Regions from separate parts of the Mus musculus genome. Here regions 2, 3 and 4 are each linked to region 1. A link is a contact called in public capture Hi-C and promoter capture Hi-C data. All regions are on one chromosome and are shown on one strand. The core of a region is the stretch at or near the end of the contact, and the rest is flanking DNA. Distances in the headings are between cores, read along the strand shown.

The links. Promoter capture Hi-C pulls out the DNA fragments that hold promoters and counts their contacts. Capture Hi-C pulls out chosen DNA fragments and counts their contacts.
Region 2: a contact with region 1 is called in a promoter capture Hi-C map of liver, with 3 times the contacts expected there. The contact joins the promoter of Paxip1 here to the promoter of Dnajb6 in region 1. A contact is called at or near these places in 2 of 39 promoter capture datasets (liver and pre-B cells), 3 of 115 datasets of contacts at active chromatin or transcription factors (astrocytes, stem cell-derived neural progenitor cells and thymic regulatory T cells) and 1 of 9 other capture datasets (liver).
Region 3: a promoter capture Hi-C map of hippocampal neurons shows a contact between it and region 1, with 2.5 times the contacts expected there. The contact joins the promoter of En2 here to the promoter of Dnajb6 in region 1. A contact is called at or near these places in 1 of 39 promoter capture datasets (hippocampal neurons) and 2 of 115 datasets of contacts at active chromatin or transcription factors (astrocytes and epiblast stem cells).
Region 4: a contact with region 1 is called in a capture Hi-C map of embryonic stem cells, with 5 times the contacts expected there. The contact joins the promoter of 9530036O11Rik here to the promoter of Dnajb6 in region 1. A contact is called at or near these places in 4 of 39 promoter capture datasets (hippocampal neurons, liver and stem cell-derived epiblast-like cells), 1 of 115 datasets of contacts at active chromatin or transcription factors (stem cell-derived neural progenitor cells) and 1 of 9 other capture datasets (embryonic stem cells).

The regions. Positions count from the first base shown.
Region 1 is chr5:29,734,121-29,737,389 of GRCm38.p6, reverse strand. It overlaps Dnajb6 (DnaJ heat shock protein family (Hsp40) member B6), which reads right to left and starts at 1,492. Exons shown (of 8, transcript NM_011847.4): 1 at 1,274-1,492. Gm5129 (predicted gene 5129) reads left to right here and starts at 1,454. Exons shown (of 1, transcript NR_028426.1): 1 at 1,454-2,056.
Region 2 is chr5:27,790,022-27,793,290 of GRCm38.p6, reverse strand. Paxip1 (PAX interacting (with transcription-activation domain) protein 1) reads left to right here and starts at 1,741. Exons shown (of 21, transcript NM_018878.3): 1 at 1,741-2,092. The coding sequence starts at 2,012.
Region 3 is chr5:28,164,047-28,167,315 of GRCm38.p6, reverse strand. En2 (engrailed 2) reads right to left here and starts at 1,620. Exons shown (of 2, transcript NM_010134.4): 1 at 132-1,620. The coding sequence starts at 789.
Region 4 is chr5:28,465,247-28,468,515 of GRCm38.p6, reverse strand. It overlaps 9530036O11Rik (RIKEN cDNA 9530036O11Rik), which reads right to left and starts at 1,532. Exons shown (of 7, transcript NR_015562.2): 1 at 1,168-1,532. Shh (sonic hedgehog) reads left to right here and starts at 1,415. Exons shown (of 3, transcript NM_009170.3): 1 at 1,415-2,055. The coding sequence starts at 1,753.

The DNA.
Region 1 (3,269 bases), core at 243-2,742:
CTACAAAAGGCAGCATTTCTTCCCATATTTCTTTCATGTTCTTCCTAATTCCAAAGCTCCACCCAAGTGTGTGTACTGATGACACCGTAATCACACACCGGAGGGCAATTCGGCCTGTGGTGGCGATATCCCAAAGTACAACAAAGGAGTCCTTCCAGGAATCAGTAAGTCTACTGTGGGGTTTACTTTACAAACAAGAACAGACTAAGTTCAAATATCAGGGCGCTTGTTCTTTAGGTTGTTCCCTCCTCTGGCTTTTATGTCCAATATTTCTACTAAAACAGTTGCCTTAAAGTTGGTATCACTTCCCTAGCAAGCTGAGCGTCCTGAGATTCTACGGCCTAGAATGCGTAAACCCTAACCACAAATCTAAGGTTCAAATAAAGACGTTACAAAAAAACCAAAGTGGCTGCACTGGGCAGGCACTCCCCACCTTAGAAGGTGGGACCATCCCCACCATTCCCTTTCAACGGTTCACATACAACTTCTTCGGTAACAAAGCTTTTAAAACTTGACAAACCCCTCCTGTTTAAAAAAAAAAAAAAAAACTCCATCTCCAAAGTTTTTAAGACCTTTTAGTTTGCAGTGCAGAGTTCCTTGTCAACACAACCGAAGTAAATTAAGACTTAGTGTAAACTCCAGTTACATAAACTTTGTTACGTAAACCACAGCAAAGCAACCTTCGAGGCCAACATCAAACTAGTTTTAAAAGTAAGCTGAGCCAGGCGGGTCGCCTAGCAAACTTCCCAACAGTCCCTGGAAACCGCCTTGGCCTTCCCACCCGGCCCCCTTCGCTGCCTGGAGGCCTGGGCCGGTGATTGCGCCTTCCATGGGAGTCCTGCTCTTCGCAGGCCACCTGACCCCTTGCTTGCAGAATGCAGTGAGGACGCCAGGACTGGGTGACACCAGCCTTGCCTACTCCTGGAGCTCTGCGGCCGACCTAGCGCGTGCCGGACCCAACCGCCACCTTCGACCAGAGAACTAGGGAAGCGGACCGCAGCTAAGCCCCGAGCTAGGCCTGACCAAGAACGGCAAACGCTCTCCACAGACCCAATCTACAACCGGCCCAGACCAGGAACACCTTAAGCCCCAGACCTAGACACAAGACTACAGCCTAGACTGGAACCCGTTCGGCCTTGTGAGCAGTACCGGCCCCACTGTCGACCCGGTTCCTGCACCCGTATTCCGGGAGCCAAGCGGGTTAGCCCATTCGCAGGCCTTCCCCTCCCGCCGTAGTCAACCCTGCTTTTCGCCGCGGCTCGCGGACCCTCACCGAGGACACGGCGGCCAGCGAGGAGGGAAGTCAGGCGGCCGGTCTCCTCGCGGCTGTGGCACAGCTGCGCTGGTGGCGGTGGCGGCGGCGGCGTCTCCTCGCGCTTTCCTTTCTCTTCTTTTCTCCAACAACAAACAGGAAGTGCGTCACGCGGTGGCGGCGCGGCCCGGCGACGTCGACTTCCGCCCGGCCCTGAAGCTAACGTGCGCAGCAGCCTCCGTGCGCGTCGGACTTGATAGCGCTGGTCTAGCGTTCCGGAAGATTCTCGGAGCTGAGGACGGTGGGATTCTGGAGGGTTTACATAGGCGAAGGTGGCTGAATAGGGCGGGAAGCGTCCCCTTGCGCAAGCTCTGTGCCTGGAGGGCTCTAAAGCCTGAGGCGACTGTAGCCGAACCAAGGAGCCTGCGTTTGCCCGGAAGCAGGCTGGGAGGAAGGACGCTCACAGCCTCTGACACAGTGGATTCGGAGATAAGGACCTGATAGCGTAGTATGACTCACACTCCTATGGACTTGGAGAATTGTGGTCCCGAGGTTCGGCCGACCCAACAAGCAGGCCCGACTTAGAGTGAACCGTGAGAGGCCTCATCATTACCAACTCGCAGTGCTGAATCCAGGGTCTAGATTTCAAACACGGTTATTTTAAAGATGTATTTACTTTTTGTATGTGAATGTACTGTCTTCGGACACACCCGAGAAGGACATCAGATCCCACAATAAGCTCCTGTCTCAATAAATCAATAAGCTCCTGTATAAATAAATAGACATTTAAATCCTCACCCCACCCCCACTTACACCCATAGGATGAGTAGTTTTTCATCTTGCCCAGTAAGTTTCAAAAGGTTAGCTAACACTGCACTGGAAAGTAAGAATGAAAGAGAACATATTGATCTCAGAATGTTATGGTTGGACGCCCACCTTCTCAACGCCTGAGAAGGACAAGCACAGAAGATGTGGAGACCCATGATCTGAAGTCACAGATCCTTGGATGCTCCCTCACATGTAGGATATACTCAACTCCAGATAGAACCCTCCAGAATGGCTCCTTGTCTCCTTGCTTCTGTTCTGCCCCCAAGGTTCCCAAACACTACACTTCCCCTTTTGTGAAACATAGAATTTGGCCAGATCTCTTTTCTAATTGACTTTCAGCCCTACAAGATGGCTGTCCAAGACTGAAATGAAAACTAAGCACAAAAGTTCCCGCCCTTTCCTTTACCTTCCTCCACCTCTCCTTCCACCTTTCTGCTCTCAATCTTACCCACTACCACCCTCAATGGCAGGAATCAAGGAGTCTGGCCTAGTGACGAGTGGAAGGTGTGTGTGCTTGCATACTCCAGGGCTGACAGCCCAGCAACCCAAGCTTTCTATTGAAGCAGCGCCGAAAGACAAAGCCAGTTATAAGGTAGAGAATAGGGAAAGGAGTCCCCTCGCCTCAGAGTCTGGCTGAAGCCTCTTGCCACATGACATTTAAGAATTCTAACACGCAGGGCAGTGGTGGCAAATGCCTTTAATCCCAGCACTTGGGAGGCAGAGACAGGCAGATTTCTGAGTTCCAGGCCAGCCTGGTCTACAGAGTGAGTTCCAGGACAGCCAGGGCTGCACAGAGAAACCCTGTCTCAGAAAAAAAAAAAAAAAAAAAAAAAAGAATTCTAACACAGGGTCTGAGGAGATGACTCAGTAAAAAACATTAGTTGCTCTTTCTAGAGGATCTGAGTTCAATTCCCAACACCCATATCAGGTGATCCACAACTGCCTAGTACTCCAGCTCCAGGGGATGTGATTCACTCCAGACATGTGCATGTTTGCATGTAGACCTAGTTTTATCTTTCCCCAGAGCTTTCAAAAGACCCATGATATTAAATCTATATTAAAGTCTTTTGGGGGCTGGGAATGAACACCTTGTTTGTTTGTTTGTTTATTATTATATCTAAGTACACTGTAGGTGTTTTCAGATGCACCAGAAGAGGGCATCAGATCTCATTACGGTTGGTTGTGAGGC
Region 2 (3,269 bases), core at 492-2,991, 1.9 Mb after region 1:
TACTTATCCAAATGTATTTTTAGTTTATTAAAGATTTTTTAGTTCGTTTGCCTGCATAATTTGTATGTGTAGGGCTTCAGAACTCTTGTAACTGGAGGTGCAGACAGCTGGAAGTTCTCATACACATACATCATTCATACATAGAAACACACATGCACACACACTCTACTGACTTCCAAAGCGCCATAAGAAAATACTATCTCAATCATCTCCTTTGGTTTCTCATGGCAGAGGGGACTGTACTCCCATTACTGTGTTTTCTAGTTTCACATTCACTTTTTGCCTGTGCTTGTAGTACCCAGTGCTTGTAATAGTCTCAGACACCAGAAGGGTATTGGAGCTCCTGGAACTGAAGTTATAGGTGGCTGTGAACATCCGTGTGGATGTCAGGAATCAAATCTGGGTCCTTTGCTAGAGCAGTAAATGATCCTAATTGCCAAGCCATTTGTTTTTAACCTAACTGAACTCAGTTTATCCAACTTAAACAGGGTGCTTATTTTCTGATCGCTGTAAAACAAAATGGCTCTGCTCTGAGTTCGTTTGAGACTATAAGAACATCAACACCCGGGGGGGAGGGGGGGGCGCTGGGGAGATGGCTCAGCGGTTAAGAGCACTGACTGCTCTTCCAAAGGCCGAGTTCAAATCCCAGAAACCACAAGGTACAAGGTGGCTCACAACCATCAGTAATGAGATCTGATGCCCTCTTCTGATGTGTCTACAGTGTACGTACATATTATAATAATAAATACATCTTAAAAAAAAAAAAGAACAACACTCTATCTGCATGAAGGTCACAGAAAACACAAAACTTGATTAAAGAGCAGTATCACGAGTTGCGGGACTTGTCATTCTGCGAGCGCCCCACAGCAGTTTCAGCTTGTCATTGTTTCCTGTAACTTTACACATCCATATTTAATATAATTATCTGCTAAGATAATTTTTATAGATTTTGCTGTTTACCTTTAAAAACTATGTTGACCGAGGGTTGGACGGCTCAGCAGTTCAGAACACTTGGTTCTCTTGCAGCATCTCCAAATTTGGTTCCCAACACCCACGTGTCGTGTAACTTCAGTTCCAGGGGATCCTGAAGCCACCTTCTGACTGTTGTGGGCACCAGACACTCACAGGGTGCAGATACATACATGCAGGGAAAACTCCAATACACGTAGAAAAATGTACATTTATTTAGAGAGTGTGTGTGTAATGTGTGTACGTGTGTGCGCAACAGTGTGCTTGTGGAGGCCAGAGAACAACTTGCTGGAGCCGGTTCTTGCTTGCCATCACGTGTGTCCCAGGGATCGAACTCAGATTGGCGGCAGATGTCTGCCTGCTGAGCTATGTCGCCGGCTCCTACTTTGCTCTTAACCTGCCTCATCGAAGATCAGTTCCCCGCCAACTACCTCAGTAGATGCGGAAGGGGCAGACGAAGGAAAGTAACCATTAGCCAGGGTCTGCCTGACTCTGGGCCGGATCGCGTGCTGTCCAACAGCAGCGCTGGCGACAGCTGAAGAGCGAACGCTGGATTGTTCAGGTCCCCTTCCGTGCCGAGGCTCCGCCTCCTTGGCGCATGCGCTGTCAGGTGGCCGCACGGGGTGACGGGAGTCCCGCCCAGGACCCGCCCCCTGGCTAGTCCACTGCGGCCATGTGAGGGAAATAGTCTCTCTGTGTCCTCGGTTCTCGGTCGTGAAAACTCGGCCGGGACAAGGCTGCCATGTGCCGTACGAACTATTGTAGACCATCAGCACTGATGCCCGAAGCGGTGGTGTAAGGAGCGCTGTGCGGCGCGCAAGGCGGGAGGGTCCCACATACTCCCCTGCCGAGCTGGTGTGGTGGTACGTGCCTCAGGGCGCGCACGGCTCCCGCGCTCCGGGCCTCGGACGGGCGGGGGCGCGGGTCCGAGTGCAGCTGCGGCTGCGGGCCGGGCTGTGCCGCCGGGCAGTAGGCAGAGCTACGACGCTGGGCGCGGCGGGCCGGGTGACGCGGGGCCGGGCGCCGCCGCGCCGCCGCGATCATGTCGGAGCCGGCGCCCGAAGTTCCAGAGGAGCTATTCCGCGAGGTCAAGTACTACGCGGTGGGCGACATCGACCCGCAGGTACCGCCCGCGCGGGGCCCCTCTGCCGGGCCATTCCCCCCGCACGCCCCCGCCTCGTCGCGCGCGCGCCCTGCAGGACCCCAGGCCGGAGCCGCGGGGCACGCCGGGCAGCGAAGGGCCGCGGGAAGGGCCTCGCGAGCACCGACCTAGCGCAGCGGCCGGCCGAGCATCTTGCCGGGGCCCTGCTGAGCGTGTCCCTTGCCAAGGGGCCTGTCCTCCCGGCCCCTGATTTTTCCCTTAGGGTGGATTGTACGGTAGGTATGGAAGGTACCCTTGCTTACACGGTCACCGTGATTCGTGCGTGTGATCGTGGGTCTGAATCCATCCACAGGACAGTGGCTGTGATCGTGGTATCTTCAGGACAGTGCCCCAAACATTTCTTTTCTAAACTATGCTTACAGTTGTGTCGCCTTCGGTGTCTGGTAATGTAAGCTAAACGGGTCCTAAGGAAGGAATTGTCCAAGAGCCACTGAGCTTGGCTTTCCAGAGACTCATACTTGTATCCTAGTAACCAAAGTCCGTTGGGTCTTCGGTTGTGTGATCAGTGATTGTAGCTGACTTTTTCTAGTACCGATCACCCCACTACTACCACCACATTTCTTCTTTTACCCTTTCTTGTTCTTCGTTTTAGGACTTTTGCTCTTATAAGGGCCTTGGACTAAATGTCACTTAAAACCAAGAACACATTGAGCTGCGCTGTTTGCCCAACTATGTGTGAAATCTGAGTGCTTTAAAAAAATCCCCCTTGTAAGCCCTTGTATTCTGAAATAGTGCCTTCTTTAAAAGGTTTAGAGCCAGGGCACCCATTCTTTAAGTTTTGTAATACAGATTGAGGAAGCTCACAGGTGGTGAGCACCCCAGTACAGTCTGGGCATCGGGCCTGGTACACGGAGTGCCGTAGAAGAGTGCCCTTGAATACTGAGTCCTACAAATACAACAGGTGGAGGTGCTGGAGGTGTTGAGTGTTAAACGGATATTGAGTCCAAGAAGTTGTTTGTGTGGAGTGCGTGTGCTAGGCATTAAAGGCATTTGTGTATACTTGGCCCGAGTCCTGACGGTCACTGGGCATAGTTACAGTGTGGCTCCTGTGAGATGGAATTAGTAATGCGCAGTTTGAGGAGGTTTGAGTGTCCTTGCGAATACAGAGAAAAGATGGACAGCGCAGTCAGACTTGTTT
Region 3 (3,269 bases), core at 371-2,870, 1.6 Mb after region 1:
GGAGTGTGTGTGTGTGTGTGTGTGTGTGTGCAGGAGAAAATGTGATCCTTTCCCTCCGTGCAAGTTTACTAGGAAGCGCCCTCCCTAGCCCCGCGGGCCTCCCCTCAGCGGCCTGATTCCCATGGGCTCACCTGAAGAAGGCCGGTCAGAATAGCGCGTGCAGTAGACCCAAGCGGGCCAGAGCATGGGCTGCGCGCCCAGAGTGGCGCTGGCTTGAGAGCTGTCCGAGTCGGAGCTCACCGACAGGTCACCGCCGCCCAAGCCCCGGGCTTTGAGCACTCCATCCAAGGAACCCCCAGGATCGCCGGGTTTTTTGGCACCACCGTGAAGTGATAGCGTCTTGGAACCTCCTTCTCCGTCGACCGCAGGGTCGCCAGCGGCGGCGGAGAGCGTTCCTCCCGCGCTGGGTGCGCACGCTGGGTTCGGTCGGGACTCCCTGGCGCCCAGTAGCTGCTCGGCTCCGCCTGCGCCGCCGCCGCCTCCTTCGGTAGTGCCAGCGCCGCCTTCGCCTCCCCTGGCTCCGCCCGCGCCCGCACAGCAAGTCCCCGCGTCCTTTCGGCGGCCAAACTCAGGCCGCAGGATGTTATCGATGAAGAAGTTGGTGATGCGATGTGGATGCTGGTGGTTGCCTGGCGCCTGTAGGACCTCGGGCAGCATCAGAGCCCGCCGGCGGCCGGTGTCCGAGTCGCTCGGGCTGCTGCCGCCGCCAGAGCCGCCGCCGGAGCTGGGTTCCGGCTGTCTCTGCGCCTCCGCCGCCGTCTCGCTGGGCTTGGAATCCTTCTCCTCCATACTTCACAGAAAATCCCAAATCGCCTCTCCACCGGCCCACCGCCAAAGCGATCTCCGGCCGATCCGCGGCACACAGCGAGCCCCGAGCGCTCCTACGCAGCCGAGTCCTCCGAGCGTGCGAGCGGCGACAGTGGCCAGGGCTGGAGTCCTACAGGTCGCCGGGCGCGCTCGGAGCCAAGCCACGTTCGGATCCACGGAGTGCGTTAGCAAATCACCAGTCTCCCCGCCGGCAGGGACGCCGGGCGATTCAACGGAAGCGGGTCCCGGTCTTGGCGACGCACCGGACTCTAGATGGTCACCGCACCACTCCGGGGACCCGGGACGTCCGTGCAACTCCGCGCTCCTTTTGGTGGTCAGCAGCCTCGGGCTCCGGCGCCGCCGCCTCCGCCGCTGCCGCGCGCATGCAGGCAGCGCGCCGCCCGCGCTCACTGCCGCTCGGGCCCGCTCGGGCAGCCACTGCTCGGCCGTTGCCACCCGCCGGTCCCGGCCGACCCTCGAGGCTGCTGGGCGCGGGTTCTCAGCGCGCCCGCAGCCGCCAGCACGCACATGGAGGGCCGTGGGCCCGCGCTGCGCTCCGCCCGCCCCGGGGCTCCCCGCGCCAGGCCGCCGCCCCGCTGCGGGCCGGGGCGCCCCACGGGCGAGCGGCTGCGCCCCCGCTGAGCCCCGCGCAGCCCCGCGGCCCGAGCCGCATGAGTGAGGGGCGGGAGGCCGGGCCGGGCAGGGCCTCCTGCGCTCCCTCCCTCCCGGTCCGCGCGCCTTCGCTGCCTCGGCTTTCGCGCGGGCTCGGGAAAATTTCAGGCCACTTAGCGCAACCTGAGACACTTTCACTCTGGATTTTTGTTCTTATTTTTAACAGAGCCCCCTCAAGTGACGTCGCGGGCCGGTCTCCTGGACACGTGCCTCGGGCCAATGGCAGCCGCGCCGCTCATCCACGTGACGCGCCCGCGGCAGCTTGGTGACAGGAACCGCCTGCCGCCCCTCCCCCGCCGCCACCTCCCCTCCCCCCTTTAAAGTGGCCGTGCCCAGGGCTCCCGGCGCGGGAGCCTATAATCCAGCCAGATCCATCGGCGAGTCAGCGGTGCTCACTCGCACTCCTCATCTTCTCTCGGTTAGAGACGCTGAGGAAGCTTGTGAACAGTCCCACCAGGTCACTGCTACGCCTAACTGGACACGCGCCGAAAGATCGTTATTTTTTAACATTCCCATATTGTTTACGGTGTGGTGAGATCCCACAATTCCTTGCACAAAATGCATAAATAAAATTAAATGAGGTACCGAGATACAAAGGGACGTTTGTGACCCGCTTTCTTTGCTGGTGGAGGGGAAAATTGTCACTTTGGTTCCCCAGCAGCGTGCAGTCCTAATCGGCAGGCAAGAGCACAGGTACCTGCAGAATCCTACTCTCAGCATGCATGTTTGTGCCTGTGCAGGAGACGCATGCATACGGAAAGATTCCACCCGTGGACAGTGGCTCCTCGGGAACCTCAACGTAGATCTTTATCTATGCGAGAATACACTTTAGTGCACCATTTAAGAAAGGAGAAATAAAAGGATTATTTAAGAAGGGTTATAACATGATCTTCTAATTTAGAAATGAGTGATGACTGCTTAGCCAAACCTTTAACCCATCCACCCCACAAGTGATCCTGAATACAGCTGTACACACACACACACACACACACACACACAGAGAGAGAGAGAGAGAGAGAGAGAGAGAGAGAGAGAGAGAGAGAGAGACAGAGAGACAGAGAGACAGAGACAGAGACAGAGAGAGAGAGAGACAGAGACAGAGAGAGACAGAGAGAGACAGAGAGAGACAGAGAGCCAGTCAGAGACAGAGACTGAGACAGAGAGCCAGTCATCAGTACTCCCCATTTCCTATGTTGAGCCACCAGGCCACTGATCTCCTTATCTTTGTATCAAAACATTTAAGCTGATTTTGGAAGAAAGCAAGGCTAATTTGAAAGAATAGGGATGCTGTGATAGGAGGGGGAGCTCCAATTTGTTTTCCCTTGCTCTGTCTTTATTCCTTCTCTAAACTTCCCTCCAGTTGCTGACAGAATGGCTCTTTTCTACTCTCTTTCCCCAACATCTCCCAAGATCTTTTCAGTTTGCTTTTCTCTCCCCTACCAAAATTCTGGTTACTACAGGCTCCCACGTCTGTGAAAAAAAATATGGAAATGTATTAACTTTGAGAAACATCCAGAAGGGCAGCTGGGGGGCGGGCACAGGAGGGCTGCATAATAATAAAAGTCCTCAGACAGCCTAGGATCACATCAGAGGGCTTTCTGGGTGTCTGGCCCCAGGCTGCTGTTGTTCATAAGTCCTGCCTGTTGGCTACCACACTTGAAACCCAGGTAGCCTCCTATAAGGAACTGCCAGGTCCTGGTGAAGGGCAGGAATCAGAGCCTACAGAACCCAGGCATGGAGGCCTGCCAGGCTATCTGGAGGCTGACAGTTGTGTCTGGACTTGGGCACCC
Region 4 (3,269 bases), core at 283-2,782, 1.3 Mb after region 1:
AAGTTTCTAAGTCCTCTGAAAACCCCACTGCCAGCTGAGCTTCAGGTTTGCTGGGCTCTCCCTGCACTGGGACAGGATCAAGAGCCAGAGGCTGGTCTCATGGGATAACACTGGAGGACTCGGTCCCTAAGCAGGTATTCCATTCCACATAAATAGTTCGCCCATCCTAGAGGAATCTTGCCTGTGAGTAGGATGGGAGAAAAGCCAGAGCAGATTTCTATGATCTATAAAAACAAAGCGTTTCACATTCTATTTTTCTGGTTCAACTAAGACTTTTCTGGAAATTTTTCTTTTTCCTGAAAGAGTGTTGGACACCCCAAGAGTAGTGACCTCTAGACAGCATATCCTCTTCTAAGATGCCCCTTATGGCCAGAACACTGTCCTCTAGATCCCTAACACCTTCAGTCTGCAGGCCCTACACCTAGCCAGCTTCTTTCCTTGAAAATTAGCTTGCAAAGCTCCTGTGAAATACAACTGTGTTAAGGAGCCTGAATTCCACATCAACTTACCCCAGCCCTGCACTTTGCTAGGATAGATTGGAAGGGGTTCTTCACGCATGCAGCCTTGCCCACTTTCAGTTGCCCCAGGCAGATCACCTCTACCCACCAAGCACACACCAGCTGCCCTCCATGCTGGGGTGCAGCACATAGACCCACTGAACCTATGTACCCCACCACATTCTGCAGACACTCTTTACCTGCCCCTCAGCTGGGATGCATCCATCCACCTGCAGAGGCTTGAATGTGGTGCAGTCAGTGAGATACAATAAAGGACAGTATTTTAGGGCACTTAAAACAGCAACTCTTTAGGTTGTGGCCACCTGTGATTATCCTCTATCTAAAGATGCTAAATATTCAGGAGATGCTCAGGTGAGCTGTTTTCACAACCCCGTGACGTCTGTCCTGTACACTCACATCTGGGGATGGGGTGTAAATAAGGCAAACAGGAGGGAGGCAGCGTTGCCCTCAAACAATTGAGAGGCTGTTTTATGGTCAAAGCTTGTGGGGGGGGGGGGAGCATCTGGACTGTCCTTTAAAAACTTATGCTGGCTTTAACCAAAGCATCTTCCATTTAGAGAAAGTAAGGGGGAAGCAGCCCTGAGCACAAAGCAGGCAGTGCGGGGTATTTTTCCAATAAACAGGCCTCCTCCCTCCCACCCACCTTTACCTTAGTAAAGACTTTCTTTCTTTCTTTCTTTCTTTCTTTCTTTCTTTCTTTCTTTCTTTCTTTCTTTCTTTCTCTCTTTCTTTCTTTTTTAAACTGGAAGCCTTCAGGTGAAAATAAAGCCACAGCAGCCAGAGGGGGGAGAAATGTAGTCTTTCTCAGGGTTAACATCAGAAGACAAGCTTGTGCGGCTTGGCCAATCAGATGCGCCCCTGCCAGCTATAATATAGTGCGAAAGGCAGCCTGTCTCACAAGCTCTCCAGCCTTGCTACCATTTAAAATCAGGCTCTTTTTGTCTTTTAATTGCTGTCTCGAGACCCAACTCCGATGTGTTCCGTTACCAGCGACCGGCAGCCTGCCATCGCAGCCCCAGTCTGGGTGGGGATCGGAGACAAGTCCCCTGCAGCAGCGGCAGGCAAGGTTATATAGGAAGAGAAAGAGCCAGGCAGCGCCAGAGGGAACGAACGAGCCGAGCGAGGAAGGGAGAGCCGAGCGCAAGGAGGAGCGCACACGCACACACCCGCGCGTACCCGCTCGCGCACAGACAGCGCGGGGACAGCTCACAAGTCCTCAGGTTCCGCGGACGAGATGCTGCTGCTGCTGGCCAGATGTTTTCTGGTGATCCTTGCTTCCTCGCTGCTGGTGTGCCCCGGGCTGGCCTGTGGGCCCGGCAGGGGGTTTGGAAAGAGGCGGCACCCCAAAAAGCTGACCCCTTTAGCCTACAAGCAGTTTATTCCCAACGTAGCCGAGAAGACCCTAGGGGCCAGCGGCAGATATGAAGGGAAGATCACAAGAAACTCCGAACGATTTAAGGAACTCACCCCCAATTACAACCCCGACATCATATTTAAGGATGAGGAAAACACGGGAGCAGACCGGCTGATGACTCAGGTAGAGACCCATTGCGGGTGGGAAACAGACTCCTTCCCGGGAGGGGGGGGGGGTGCGTGTGACCAAGCAGTCAGCCCTGCTCTGTTTGCTCTTTGGGCAGGTAGGAAGGCGGCTTGCTCTCTCCTTCCCCACCCACCTGCCCACCTAGCACTCCTCTTCCGGGAGGAAAAAGGAGGTGAAGGGTCCAGCAGGAAGTTTAGGGTTTGCTGGAATGGGGCACCAGAAGATGGGGTTCTCTATCTTATTAGTCTCATTTTATTAGTCTCATTTAATTAGTCTCCCGGGACGACCTCCTCTAACTACCTGTATTCTAGCTTGAAACTTAGAAAGACCTTTACTCTGAGGGAGTCTGCCCTTTCCAAGTGGAGGCAGAAAATGGAGGGAGAGGGGATGCCCCTATACACTTCAAAGGGCCTCCAGGTCACTGCAAACATAGCCTGGAGCATTTCGTCCCCTAGCTCCTACCTTTTCCTTTTCTGTGTTTTTCTCCCAAGACCACCCCACCCTTTACCCCACCACCACCAAAGAACTGTAACTGAGAAAGCCTGGGGGCAGTTCTGACAAAAGGCAGGAGCTCCAGAGGCGCCCGTCTTGTCCCCACTGTATCGCGTAGCCTGACTGCGATCCCATCGTCCTCAATTGTGCCGGTCAGAGAATGTATTGATATTTCTTTAAGGATGCTCCTCATTTCTCCAGAGCCCGCGGTACCTTAGGGGAGGGACTTGGAACTTGCTGGCTTTGCAATCGCTTTAATTTTTAACCTGCTTGCATAAGAATTAAAAGCGAATAAATATTCGGCGACGAGGGTGGATGGACAGACGGCAAAGCAAAGCACGAGCCTCTCTTCCCATCCCACCTCCTTTGAGATTTCCAGGCTGCCAATCTCCCAGCCAAATCGAGACTTTCTGAAACTCCATGCACGTATGACTGGAGCTGGAAATGGGTTTCCTTGCAAATATAGGTCAGCATCCTTTTTACTGCCCTATTAAAATATTCAAGTCCTACCTTTAGGGCTAGGTGCGCCGAGCGGCTGGCGGAGCGGCGCTGGCGGGGCGCAAGTGCAGGGGGCGGGGGCTGGAGAAAACAAGAGTGGAACAGCCCGCGCGACGCGACGCGCATCTCGCCACCGGGTACCTGCTGTATGGGAAGCCTAGGAGACTAGCCTTAGGGTGGCGGGCCAGAACTGGAGCAAAGAGGAATCGTGGAGACTGAAT